Linked DNA regions of Ovis aries: region 1 is linked to region 2. A link is a contact called in public Hi-C data. All regions are on one chromosome and are shown on one strand. Each heading gives the region's core, a stretch centred on a gene start, on an enhancer-like site or on the middle of the called end of the contact. The rest is flanking DNA. Distances are from core to core; before and after follow the strand shown.

Region 1 (7,225 bases), core at 3,462-5,961, 140 kb after region 2:
GTACCTCCACAGCCTGCTCATAATAGAATGTGGACAATTTTTTTTTTTTGGATGTTGCTAAACAAACAGTGAAGCAGGTAATTGGCTGATTGTCTAGCCAACAACCATCCTTCCAGCTTTAGGAATAAAATCTGCCTGAAACAACCAACTGTGGTGATTGGATTGATCTAATGGTTACTGAAGATGGATGTTTCTTCACCCGAGGCATTGTGAAGAGCCAATAAATGAGTTAATCCCTGTATACCACACACCTTGAGGGCTCTCAGGCAGCACTCTTGCAACCATGGCATGCTAACAAGTTTGAAGAGGAAAGAGGAGATCCAGGGGAGACCTGTGAAAGCCAAGGCAGGAAGATATGTTGACATGAAGCGTGTCATCCCACTGGGCCAAATGTGGCTTAGGGGCCAAGAGCAACAGAAAGGTGGCCATTATCTGAAGTGGAGCTAACTGGATGCCCATGAGAGGAGTCTGGGAGAAGTGGGAGGGAGAGAGAAATGCCAATGGATTGTGCTGAAGACAGAAGAGGAGGGGAAGCAGTATCAACAGACAACTCTTTGAAGTTTTGCTGTAAATGGGATCAGAGAAATGGAATCAGATATGAAATCAAAGGAGAGTTTCAGATAGGAGATATTAGAGCATCTTTACATGTTGATGGGAGCAGTCCTTTAGAGACAGAGAAATTGGTGATGCAGGAGAAAGAAGTGATATTTACAGAAGGGAAGACTCTAGGAAGGAAGGAGAGAAGAAAGCAGTCTTTCATTCTCTCAGAGTGAGATCTTTCTAGTCACTTTATTTACTCGGGTCTTCTGATGGCCATCTGCTGCATGTGCCCTTAAGTAGCAGCCGAATCCTGGACAGAGCCAAGAGACTGAAAGGATTCCATGCTCTTTGCCTCCTTTTGCATTCCATACTGCTCCCAGGATCCAAACCGTGGCAATTGCTTCACAGCTCACTTCCTGATTTCCCAGGGCAGCATCCTCAAGGGCTGGGGCAGATGAATTTGCCCCGCATTTCTCAAAGGTCAAAAATGTTATTTTTGAGCTTCCTGGTGGCTCAGATAGTAAAGAACTCTGCCTGTGATGCAGGAGACCTGGGTTTGATCCTTGGGTTGGAAAGATCTCCTAGAGAAGGGAATGGCTACCCACTCCAGTACGCTTGCCTGGGAAATCTCATAGATAGAGGACCCTGGCTGGCTACAGTCCATGGAGTCACAAAGTGTTGAACATGACTGAGCAACTAACAGTTAAATATATGGGCTGCCCAGGTGGTGCTAGTGGTAAAGAACCTGCTTGCCCGTGCAGGAGATGTGAGAAACATGGGTATGATCCCTGGGTCAGAAAGATCCCCTGGAGGAGGAAATGCAACCCACTCCAGTATTCTTGCCTAGAAAAGTCTATGGACAGAGGAGCCTGGTGGGCTACAGTCCATAGGGTCGCATAGAGTCAGACACAACTGAAGCGACTTAGCGCATGCGCGCACACACACACACACACACACACACACACACACACACACACACCAATATAACCCTTAAAGTGGGCCAGATACTACAATTATCCAGTTCCTTAATATTACCAATCCAACTTATACACAGGGAAACTGAGGTATGGAAATGTTAAATGATCTGCCAGAGGTCACACATCTGGTAAGAGGAGGAGCTGGGACTTGAACCCAAGCAATGTGGCAATGGGAGCCCTCCCCCTTAACTTTCCCCCCATTCTCCTTCCTCCCTTTAGCTCTTCTCCCAGAAGGCCTAGAATTCCTTAAACCAAAATAACCACCTGTGACCTGTTTTGACTCAAGAGACCCTAACTTTTGGGGGGTAACCTCCCTCTGCAGTGTTTGGACATACACACACACATACTCAAACATTTAAGTCCTTCAAAAGACAGCTCATCTTAAAAAAATAACGACAGGTCATCTTGATTCATCTGCAACTATCCTATACCCTGAGGAATGCTGCGCACCAAAGAATGGGGTCCTCTGAGTGGTTGCTTTCCTGCCTTCCTATTTATATCAGGCCAGACCTGGGCAGGAAACAGATGGCAACTCAAATCGGGTAATTTGAGGAGAGCTGAATAAAGGGACTATTTACAAAGGTGTGGGCAGGATGTAGGGAAACCACAGTGGTAGCGCAAAAAGTAACAGCCACTTGACTACCCCTAGGCCTGAAGTGGGGAGGAGAGGTACCGTCACCAGAAGCTGGAGAAAGTGCCCCCTGTGCTTGGAGCCACCTGACCAGAGCTCTGACCAATCATCGGAGGACACAGCCACATGACCAGAGCTCTGACCAATCATCGGAGGACACAGCCACCTGACTAGAGCTCTGACCAATCATTGGAGGACACAGCCACCTGACTAGAGCTCTGACCAATCATCGGAGGACACAGCCACCTGACCAGAGCTCTGACCAATCATCGGAGGACACAGCCACCTGACCAGAGCTCTGACCAATCATCGGAGGACACAGCCACTGGTGGTGCTTCCCCCTCCCTCTGCTCTCATGCTGGGATACCCACTGGCTCATCCCAACCAGAATCCTAAGGGTAAGGGAGCTAATTGATAGGGTCTGCAGCACCGAGCAGGGTGGAGAACGGTGGAAGGTGACCTAAAAGGGCAAACAAGTTTCTAGCACACTAGGGAGATGGTAGAGAAAATGGATCTGGAGTAATGCTGCCTGGGTTCAAGGGCCAGCTGACTGACTTCATGACTCTGGGCAAATTGTTGCATTGGCCAAAAAGTTCTTTTGGGTTTTCCTGTACCATCTAATGGAAAAACCCAAATGACCTTTTTGGCCAACTCAGTACTTTATCTCTCTATGCATTAGTATCCTCAAGATGTTGTTGTTGTTGTTCAGTTGGTAAGTCAGGTCTGACTCTTTGCAATTCCATGGACTGCAGGTTCCTCTGTCCATGGAATTCTCTGGGCAAGGATACTGGAGTGGCTGGTCATTCCCTTCTCCAAGGGATCTTCCCAAACTAGGGATAGAACGCAAATCTCCTGCATTGCAGGCAGATTCTTTACTGTCTGAGCCACGAGGGAAGCACCACTCTTAAGGAGATGCCAAAGTGGAGGAATGCTTTTCCAAGTCATTTACCTGGCATTCTCCCTTTCTGTTGTTCAGTCTCTTTCAACCCTTCTTTCATTATGTGCTTTCAAAAAGAAAGAAACAAACAAAAACTCCCGATGACTGTAAACTTTACTAGACAAAAGTTTTCTACAGTGGCAGGAACCATATCTTTTCACGTCTTTATAACCTATGTTGCCTGAGTTGTTGACACAGCTCAAGAAACGGTCATTGACTGGAATCGAAGTGTATTTTCCTTCCCTTCCTGCCTTCATGAAAGCCATCTATTTCTCCAGGCCAGCGTGATTACTCTGCTGGATTGCACATTGCTTGAGGGAGAGGGACTTTGCCCTCTCTGGCAGCTGGTTCTTATGTAGCCGCAGCAGGAGCATGTAAAAGGGTCAGATGGGAGGTGGACTGGGAAAAAAAGACACTTAAATTTGGAGGCTCATTTATTTTTAACATTAATCTATAGATTTGCTTTCTTTCCCTTAGCATAAAATGTGTCCACCCTCCTCTTGTAAGGGATTAAGGAATTCTGTTTATTTTACTTCTTAAACAGTCACAAACTCTCAGCTCCTTCCATCCTCTACCCACCAAAGCTGGTAACAAAAGAGCAGAAATCCTAGGGCTTCTGAAGCAAAACCTGCACAGAACTCGGACAGGAGAGTGAGCTAGGCCATTCAGCTCCCCTGTTCTTCACCCTTCCTGACCAGTACCTGGGTAGCAGAATCATAAACAAGGAATAATAAATGGTGCTTTTTATGGGATGAAAAATTTCAGGCTGTGAAATGTGTGATTTATAACGATGAGACATTCAGATGCAATTTCAGGGTGAGGGCCACTGGAGTAGGACCCTCCCAACCCCTCCCTGAGCTTCAAGGCGTCTCCCCACTATGTATCAGGATCCAGACTGCCCAAATCAGCCGTTTTCCTTATTTCTCCAAGTTCCAAAGTCCAAATGCTTTCCTGCTGAGTTATTTTATAAGGAGGAAAGGGAAGTAAAAAGGCAGACTCTGAGGGCTCTCAGCTGGCTCTGGCGATGCCTCGACTCTGTCCCTAGTTAACATCACCCTTGTTCGGCTCCAAAACTACAGTGACCCAGAAACAAGCCCATAGCACAGACCCACGTGCTGCGCTGCTTTCCTATGTTCTAAAGATGAAGTGCCGAGTGTTTACAAATAAATACTCCCCGCAGCAAAAATCTCACTGTCAAGAAGGACATCATCCTTGTCCCTACGCCCACAAGAAGGGCCTTTTGCCAAAACGAATGGGAAATCATTGGCCCAATTAACGTCCTGTGATCTTAGATCTAAAAATGACCGGGAGCCGAGTAAACAAGGTGACGTAAGCTGCTGGGCAGTGAGCGGCTCTCTACTGCCACCTGGAGGACAGCGTCCGAAATGGCGCGGAGGTTCTGAGCTGCGGTGACGAGGTCCTCGGGCGCTGGGGAAGAAACCGAAGAAAAGCCGAGCGAGCAAGGGAGACGCGGGCAGGGGAGGGAAAACACAGAGAGGCCTAAAAAAAGACCGGAAAGAAACTTCTCCGTAACTTCAGGTGAAGGAAAACGAGGTCTGTGTAATCCAGGCCGTAGGACGTTGTGGCGTTGACCCTGCTGGCTTCCTCCTGGGAACATTCCTTTCATAAAAGGACGCAGGCATCATGAACTCGGAAAATTATGGCTAAGAGCTGTTGGGGACAGGATCTCCAACGCTGGAGACCCTTGAAAACACCACCCCCCACACACCACCCCCCCCCCCCACCCCCGCCACACACACCCTCGTTTCTGAAAGGAGAGGCAGAGGCCTGTGCCTTCTGATAACAAAGGGCTGGATTTTCTGGTTTAGTTTGAGCATCACCGCGACTTAAGTGGGGGAGGGATGCAGGAGCAGGGTAACAGTCCTAATTTACTTTCTCTGAGGCTAATGTGAGAATGAGGCTGCCGCGCTTTCACATTATGCAACTCGCATGCTGGGAGATGCCCTAGAAATGTGCTGGGGGCTAGGAGGAGGTCAGCCGTGGCCTTATTATTTGCCTTCTGTGGATGATCCACAAAAGGAAAACGAAGAGTTGGTTGGTTTCAAATTCTTTGTTGAATCTGTTACAACATTGCTTCTGTTTTGTATTTTGCCTTTTCAGCTAGGCAAAGCATGTTGGGATCTTAGCTCCCCTACCAGGGATCGAACCTGCACACCACTGCATTGGGAGGCGAAGTCTTCCTTGGATCGACAGAGAAGTTCCAGGGTTGATTTTTAACTTGATACAAAAACAAAACCAAACCCGCTTTGCTTTTGGCCTACTTGGGTTTTGCTATGCTGTGGGCTTCCTTGGTGGTTCAGCGGTAAAAATTCATTTGCAGTTCCGGAGACGTCAGTTTGATCCCTGGGTGGGGAAGATCCCCTGGAGAAGGAAATGATAACCCACTCCAGTATTCTTGCCTGGTAAATCCCATGGACAGAGGAGCCTGGCAGGTTACAGTCCATGAGGTCGCAAGAGTCAGACACAACTTGGCAACTACACCACCACCACCAAACCACCTCAAATGTGTGTAGAACCAACATACATTTATTTTTCTTGTTCATAGGTCTGCAGGTCAGCCTTGGTCTGATCCCAGGTGGGCTCATCTGGGCTGGCTGAGCTAGGCTGGACTCCAGCCTCAGGGTCTAAGGCAGGTCTGCTCCACTTGATGGAATATCTGGACCCAGGATGAAAGGACAACATCTACTTGAGGCAGGCTCCTCTCCTGGCATAGGGTGGCCAGTTCAGGAGGCCAAGTCAGAACAGACAAACACACTTGCGCCTCTGTGTCCTGCCAGCTAATATTTCACTATAAGGCAAGTCCAACATCACCTGGGGGAGGGGGAGGGGGATAAACTCTGCTCTCGTAAACTGATCCGCACCAGAATTTAACCAGTGAGTCATTGTCTGTTCACTGGAGACACACTCTTATCCTGGGAGAATTACAAAGTGAGGATGACCAAAATCATCCTTACGCAGTAGTGGTGGTTTCCAGCATGAATTCAGTATATTCTAATAGCTTAATTTCCTTTTCATTCACTTCTGTAACTAGCTCTTTGCCTTTCATTTGCTACATTAGGTGTTCATGATGGACAAGGGACACAATCCCCTTGTGCACGTCTTGTCTACTTGTGACGTTATGTTGTTTTGTCTGTCTCATGGTGGGCTTTCCATAAAACTCCCTGTGCCAGAAGGCAAGGACTTAACCTGCGCAAGTATCACCTTCTGGACGTAGAAAACAGACATCTGGCTACCAAGGGGGTGGGTGGGATGGACTGAGAGACTGTTATATACATAATAGTGTATAAAATGGATAACCAGTGAGAACCTACTGTATAGCACAGGGAACTCGACTCAATGCTCTGTGGTGACCTTAATGGAAAGGAAATCCAAGGAAGAGGGGATTGTATGTATGCGTGTGGCTGACTCACTTTGCTGTACAGAAGAAACTAACAGAACATTGTACAGCAACTATACTCTAATAAAAAAAAAAACTTTCCTCTGCATTTCATATGGCTTATATACTCACTTTTATCAGACTTTTCTCAGATACCATTTTTTTTTTTTATCAAGGCCCCAGTTACTGCTGTGTTTGGGCTTCCCCAGTGGCTCAGCAGTAAAGAATCTGCCTGTAGTGCAGGAGAGGCAGGAGACTCAGGTTCCATCTCTGGGTCGGGATGTTCCCCTGGAGGAGGGCATGGCAACCCACTCCACTATTCTTGCCTGGAAAATCCCAAGGACAGAGGAGTCTGGCTACAGCCCATGGGGTCGCAAAGAGTCAGATGTGACTGGGCATGAGCACTGCTATATTTAAAATGGAAATCTTATTCCCATTCTCTGGGTGGTTGACATTAAATAGAAAAAGTTTCCAATTCAGAATAAAATGGTTTGTTTGTTTGTTTGTTTGTTTGTTTAAATTATGACCTATGGAATGAAAACAAGAAGAGATTCTTGGAGAAGGCAGCATGATAGGTGGAGAAGAAGCTGGGTTTCTAGTCCTGATTTGGTCAGTATTGGGATTTGGAAGGTCAGCAGGAACCAACAACCAGATGCCTTTAAATTACTGAGCAGCTTGGACTTTGAATCCTGTGTGCAGTGCCTGATAGGGTTAGATCAGAGTTTTTGAAAAATCTTTGGCCA
Region 2 (6,277 bases), core at 3,753-6,252:
ACCTTTAGTTCACAATAAAGAAACTGAAGCCTTAAGAGAGATTAGACAAGTTGGTCAAGATCATATTGGAGAAGGCAATGGCAACCCACTCCAGTGTTCTTGCCTGGAGAATCCCAGGGATGGGGGAGCCTGGTGGGCTGCCGTCTATGGGGTCGCACAGAGTCAGACACGACTGAAGCGACTTAGCAGCAGCAGCAGCAGCAGCAAGATCATATAACATGTAATTGACCAAATTTTAGAGTTCTTCCCCAAATGAAAACTATCTAGCTTCTTTTTTGTCAACAAGGAAATAGGACAATAAGAAACTCTTCCTCATCTTCTGACAAATTTGAACCAGCAACCTTCCACCCCAATACACTCGACCTTTCAGAAAATGTATGTTACTAAAAACTCCTATAAACAGCTCCTCTTAATAATTAAGACATTATCAACAGGAATAAAGGCTTCTGACACGGTCTTCCAAGTGTTTTCACATGTTCCTTATCTCTCCATTACGCTGAAAACACAACTCCACTGACAGTTCAGGGTTGAAGAAATTGCAGACCAACAACAACAAAACCCTCATGGCACCTTTGTTTAGATGTGCAGACAACCGTAAAGCTAGCAAAGATAAATCAGCCCCTCGCCACCAAATCTGCAAAAGAATGTAGTTTTCTTCTGGTGATTACACATTTGAAATCACCAATCTTTGCATTTCAAAACTTTTACCAATTACTACGGCTACTATAGATCTAAAACATGACTCATAAATAGGCCAAATTCAACAAGCTGACCACACCATAATCATTGTATCATTTAAATTTACTACTGAAAAGTAATAATGATCAAGCCATAAAGGTGTTAGGAAAAAATATAGGTCAATATGTAACCCTGGACTTGCTACTCAATATTATGCAACAACTTAAAATGGGAAAAGAATTGAAAAAGAATAGACATGTATAACATGTATAAGTGAATCACTCTGCTGTATATCTGAAACTATCACAACATTGTTAATCAACTTTACTCCAATATAAAAACAGTTTAAAAAATATAAAGTAAAATCTTGTATTTTTTTTTTTTAATGTAACCCTGAATTGAGGAAAGAACTTTGTAAGAATGACATTGAGGCAAAATAAGTAAGACTGACATGTATAACGTCATACAAAATAATTTTATATCTGAAAAGTAGCACATATAAAACTAAAGTATTAAACCAGCAATCCTGCCATAGACTCTAAAATGTATTCTCTATCAGGGTAACCACTAAATGAATATTTCCAAGAATGTATAACTAATGAGCAAATGCAGGGATTAACTTAAATAGAAAATACTGATTAACCCAAAAGGGAAGAAAAAAGGGAAAATAATAGATGGAACATATGTAAACAAAAGATTCAAACCCAAACAATTAGCAAATTAGGTTGAAGTTAAGGAGACTAGCTTTCCCCTCTCTCATTCCTGAATAATGGATTTTTAGTCCAAAATCTATAGGAAATTTTAAAAGAATTATTTGACAAACAAGGAATAATACTTTTGCTTTTCTTCTAAATTTAAAAAAAAAAGCATCTTTCTTACCTTCCACCCGTGATTCCAAGTACTTATCCAACTCTGAGTCTTTTCTCATTGCTTCATCTGAGACCTTGGGGGCATTTGAAAAGCAAACTAGTACAATACTCATGTTATCTCGACTTCCCTGTATATTAAAAAAAAAGAAAATAAAAATTATACTTCTAAAGTCTACCAACTATTATTTACTTTAAGCAATTATTTAATCATCCAGAATGTACACCTTCAACGCACTCATTTTCAAACAACTATTTGAAGCACACCCTGAAGAAACAAGGACTCTTAGGTGTGGTAGATCGTAATTATTTTATGATTTCTGAATCTATGCACCTCCTCTTATCTGTCTACTGTACTACTTGAGAAATGAAGATATCTTCATACATATTAAATCTTCTAAAAACTTTGTTTCCCACTCAACACTGCATATTCCGAAAGCGACTTAAGCCCAAAATGCATCCTCCCAAAGAAAATATGCATTTTTCCCCCTAGCTAATTAATCTGCATTGGAGCAATGCTACTGAAACTCTACTAAATTGACATGGATGAAAACTGTGGATCACTAGGATACCCAAGACACTAAACTAAACAAGCAGAGAAAAAAGTTAAACTGGAAACTGTTCTGAGGGTATAGTATCATAGTATAGTCAGATGAAATAACTTCTGAAGAAATGACATCAGACAGTGTCAGGATTTGGAGAGAGCAGCTAAAACTACTAATTGAAGGACAAATTTTACTGCTGCCTTTTTAATCACACCATCACAAAAGATCTGTATCAAAAAGGAAACATGGGATATACACTACTCTATTACCACAAGACTATAAGCAATAAAGTTAAAACAGTTTCTTAAAGGTATATTACTTTTACTGAGTTTCTTAAAACCGAATGAAACTGTTCTTAGAATAGTGATCTTCTTTTAACTTTTTTTTTTTTCTATTTACCTCTCTAAAACATTAAGTCAATGGAGGTGGGATTTGCCAACCCAAGTGAAGAGAGCCAACAACACACCCATGCTGCTCTTTGCAGTCATCGTGGCCAGAATCTGGGTGAGCGCTCTTTGGTTAAGACTTGCCACCTTCTGGGGACCCACATGACACAGTCAAACACAGGCAGGCCTTGAAAAACTGCTAAACCTCAATGCAGCAAAGTTTGAAGGCAGTATAGGTTGAGTCTTAAGAAGACTTCGAAAACAGTAATTCTCTGTAAAAATTCTTATGCTTTAATAGAAAGAATCATCATGAATATATCATTCAATTCTTAATATCTGGGGGGAAAAAAGAATCAGGATTTCCAACTGGCCCAGATGAATTTTATTACTTAATGAAACCCACCAAAACTTTCATAATGACCTAGTATACACTGGCGGACACTTCCAGATGGTCCAGTGGTTAAGATTCTGTGCTTCCAATGCAGGGGATACGGATTCGATCCCTGGTTGGAAAACTAAGATCCACATGCCATGTGGTGTGGCAAAACAACAACAACAACAACAACAACTACATTGGCTATATGAATATATATATCATCATGCACACACACACACACACATATATATGAAGATATACATACACATATCCCACATATACACCCTACAATTCCAAACAGCAATACATCCCATAGGAATAGGAATCGGGTTTTACCATGTAAATTCAGGTCAGGAAAACTCTTTATACCATAGATATTCAAGAATCAAGCATCACATGAATACCAATGACTTTTTAAAGCAATTTTATGAATAAACAGAATTAACACCTTACATTTTTAGAAATCCAGTTTCTTCTATTCTCTATTTTGTTAATAACAGTATGAGCATTGTTTACCCATTCTTAATCTATCATATATATATAATTTCCATTAGATTTTTATAAGTTATAAAACATACATCCTATTATTTGGAAAATTAACTAAAAGATAATTTCAAAAAGTTTAAGAACCTGAAGATATTTAAAGAAAATAATTTACATAAACATCTCAGCATGTGTGATTTCAACGATGGTAATTCTATTTCTACATAAAGACACTACTGCTGATGCTAAGTCGCTTCAGCCGTGTCCGACTCTGTGTGACCCCACAGACAGCAGCCCACCAGGCTCCCCAGTCCCTGGGATTCTCCAGGCAAGAACACTGGAGTGGGTTGCCATTTCTTCCTCCAATGTATGAAAGTGAAAAATGAAAGTGAAGTCACTCAGTCGTGTTCGACTCTTCGCGACCCCATGGACTGCAGCCTGCCAGGCTCCTCCGTCCATGGAATTTTTCAGGCAAGAGTACTGGAGTGGGGTGCCATTGCCTTCTCCATACATAAAGATGATCTTCCCCTAAATACAAAGTATGGGTGTATTTCATTAATTTTTACATATTAATTTATAACAATTTATATAGCAATTGAAAAAGAGCGTTCCCTTTATGACTCTTTAGTTTTCTAGAGATAAATCATCCTTGCATATTCAGTATATATTTTTTTGTAAAGTCCACAAATGAAATATGCAAAAATCAACTTGAACAAGTAAAGCAATCAGCCAGATGTTTAAAAACTGATGACTTCAGCATCTTCTCATTTTTTAATTTTGACAACAGCACAGCAGCAGCACTTAAAGAAATCAGAACTAGATAATAGATAGTTATGGGTCAAAAGCTTGGCGTGCTGCAGTTCACAGAGCTGCAAAGAACAGACATGACTAAGTGACTGAACAACAGATCAAACTAACCAGTGGCACTGCCGTAAGTATCTACAATTAATCAGAAAATAATCTGATGCTGTTAGTTTTAAAGCTGAATGTTGCATGCTTCTGAAGCCTTCTGGATCAAGTCCTGAACACAGCATATGAAATGGGCTGTGAACAGAATCTTACACTACAAAGTTGTAATTCTTTAAACCAATTTTTTAAAATCTGCCACTCACTGTAGTTATTACATTTACACAGCGCTCAAAACAGCCAATTTTAAGGAATAGCCCAAATTTCCACTTACCCATGAAAGATGAAGGCTATCATTACTTCCTTTCTGAAACACTCAATTCTCCCACCATTCCCTTCTCTTGAAACTATATTTCCCTTTGCACAAATTTACCTCTTCGTTTCATAACTGTCATCAACAGAACTAAAATTTATTGAGGACTGTAAACCAGATACTGTTCATGCACTTGCCAAAAGCTATAGTCTCAGCAACTCCATGAAGAAGATATTACTATCTCTATTTTATAAAATGAAGAAACCCATGCTTTGCACCAAGCAGCAGAGCACAACTCAAAACCAAGCTGTCTGTTTCCAAAGAGCCTATGTTCTAATACTGAAACTGCGGTTCTAAACAGGGTACCAAAAAGCCCCAGGATGCCAAATGTCCTCAGAGATATTCTAAATGAGGCAGGGAAGGACATAGCAATATTCAGTATCTGTGAACACTCCAAACTAGTTTGAGGTAGTTCACACTTTTAACATTAGATAGCGCTATAGTCCTCTCAGTGACATTCTCTTTTCCCAAAGCAGAGGTTCTAGGAGTTACTGTGATTAAAGTCAAGTCCTCCAAGGGTGGCACTATCCAATGATTCCAAGGCTTGAGAAGTTGTGCCATGTCCACCAGGTGCACACGTATCATACTATGTAACTATCGTTTTTAAAAGAATGGAATAAATGTTTTTCCATGTATGTGTAATATTTTGTTAAATATTACTTGTATACTCATTTAAGTTTGGATCTAACCACTTAATACTTATACTGTTAGATATTAATATGGTTAAGTAGCACTACAAAAAAACTTACTGAGATATTCAGACATCAACAAAGTTTCGCAATTTCTACATTACATATACTGTATTTTTACATCCTTATCTTCCATACTTCAAAAAACCCAGCCACACTCCACTCTAATACTATCTATGTCTACTTTTGCATTATTTATGATTATATTTTCTGAAAACTGTAATCAAAAAGCTCCTGAGTTTAGGGTTAAACAACTATTCTAAGGGGTACAGCAGTACATTTTTCCACGTTTTATCAGTGATTTAGATTGATATTGCCTTTGGAAAATGTTATTAATTTCCCCTCAACATAATCCAATTATCAGGCATTATATCTCATGCTTTAAAATAAATAAGCTTCTAACAGGTGGTATATAGATTGATTACAGGAAATAAAATTATATTTTTTAAAAACTTGAACAAATATTGACTTTTATGATTAAGAAAAACAAAGAGCTAGCAGAGTAACATGTATACATGATCCTACTTTTCACACTTCTATTTTTATGAATAAACACAGAGAATTATTTGGAAGAATATACAGCTAACTGTAAACAGTGGCTACCTAAAGTTAATGAGACTGACAAAGAGACATAAAGATTAATAACTTCACTTCAAATATCATTTTGTTTAAATTTTTTTTAATTTTGTAATTACTGAAAAAAGGAAAGGAAGGTCTTAAAAGTTTCCCTTGGAAAAATTTTTTTCATCAAATCTAGTGGGAAACTTTGGTAACATACATGCAAAACTTAACTCAGAAAGCTTAAATTCTAGACTCTGCTTCAAAACTCAAATATCTGACTTATAGCTTCTCTTTTTTAAAAAAGTCTTTTATGACAAACCTCCATTTCCTTACTTACAAATTGGAAATACAAATTTTTACTTTGTTCCCCTCAGAAGGTTACTATGAGGATAAATAAAATGAATGTGATCTATAAAGTTCTTAAAGGCCATGCAAACAGCTATTACATATTCTATTCCACGGGCTTCCCTGGTG

What was found. Hi-C and Micro-C count contacts between places; a contact is called where the count stands out from the background.
Region 1: a contact with region 2 is called in a Hi-C map of hypothalamus, with 4 times the contacts expected there. The contact joins two enhancer-like sites. A contact is called at or near these places in 7 of 16 Hi-C or Micro-C datasets (blood, hypothalamus, liver and 3 more).

The regions. Positions count from the first base shown.
Region 1 is chr3:80,229,815-80,237,039 of ARS-UI_Ramb_v3.0, forward strand. No RefSeq gene overlaps it. Among named protein-coding and RNA genes, the nearest start is that of LRPPRC, 72 kb to the right of the region's middle. Within about 2 kb of position 4,712, at least 31 of the 54 cell types and tissues checked have an H3K27ac peak or open chromatin away from gene starts, as enhancers often do. A contact at or near this core is called in hypothalamus, where this site is marked.
Region 2 is chr3:80,085,264-80,091,540 of ARS-UI_Ramb_v3.0, forward strand. It overlaps PPM1B (protein phosphatase, Mg2+/Mn2+ dependent 1B), which reads right to left. Exons shown (of 5, transcript XM_042246234.2): 2 at 1,558-1,675. The coding sequence starts at 1,660. Among named protein-coding and RNA genes, the nearest start is that of SLC3A1, 52 kb to the left of the region's middle. Within about 2 kb of position 5,003, at least 7 of the 54 cell types and tissues checked have an H3K27ac peak or open chromatin away from gene starts, as enhancers often do. A contact at or near this core is called in hypothalamus, where this site is marked.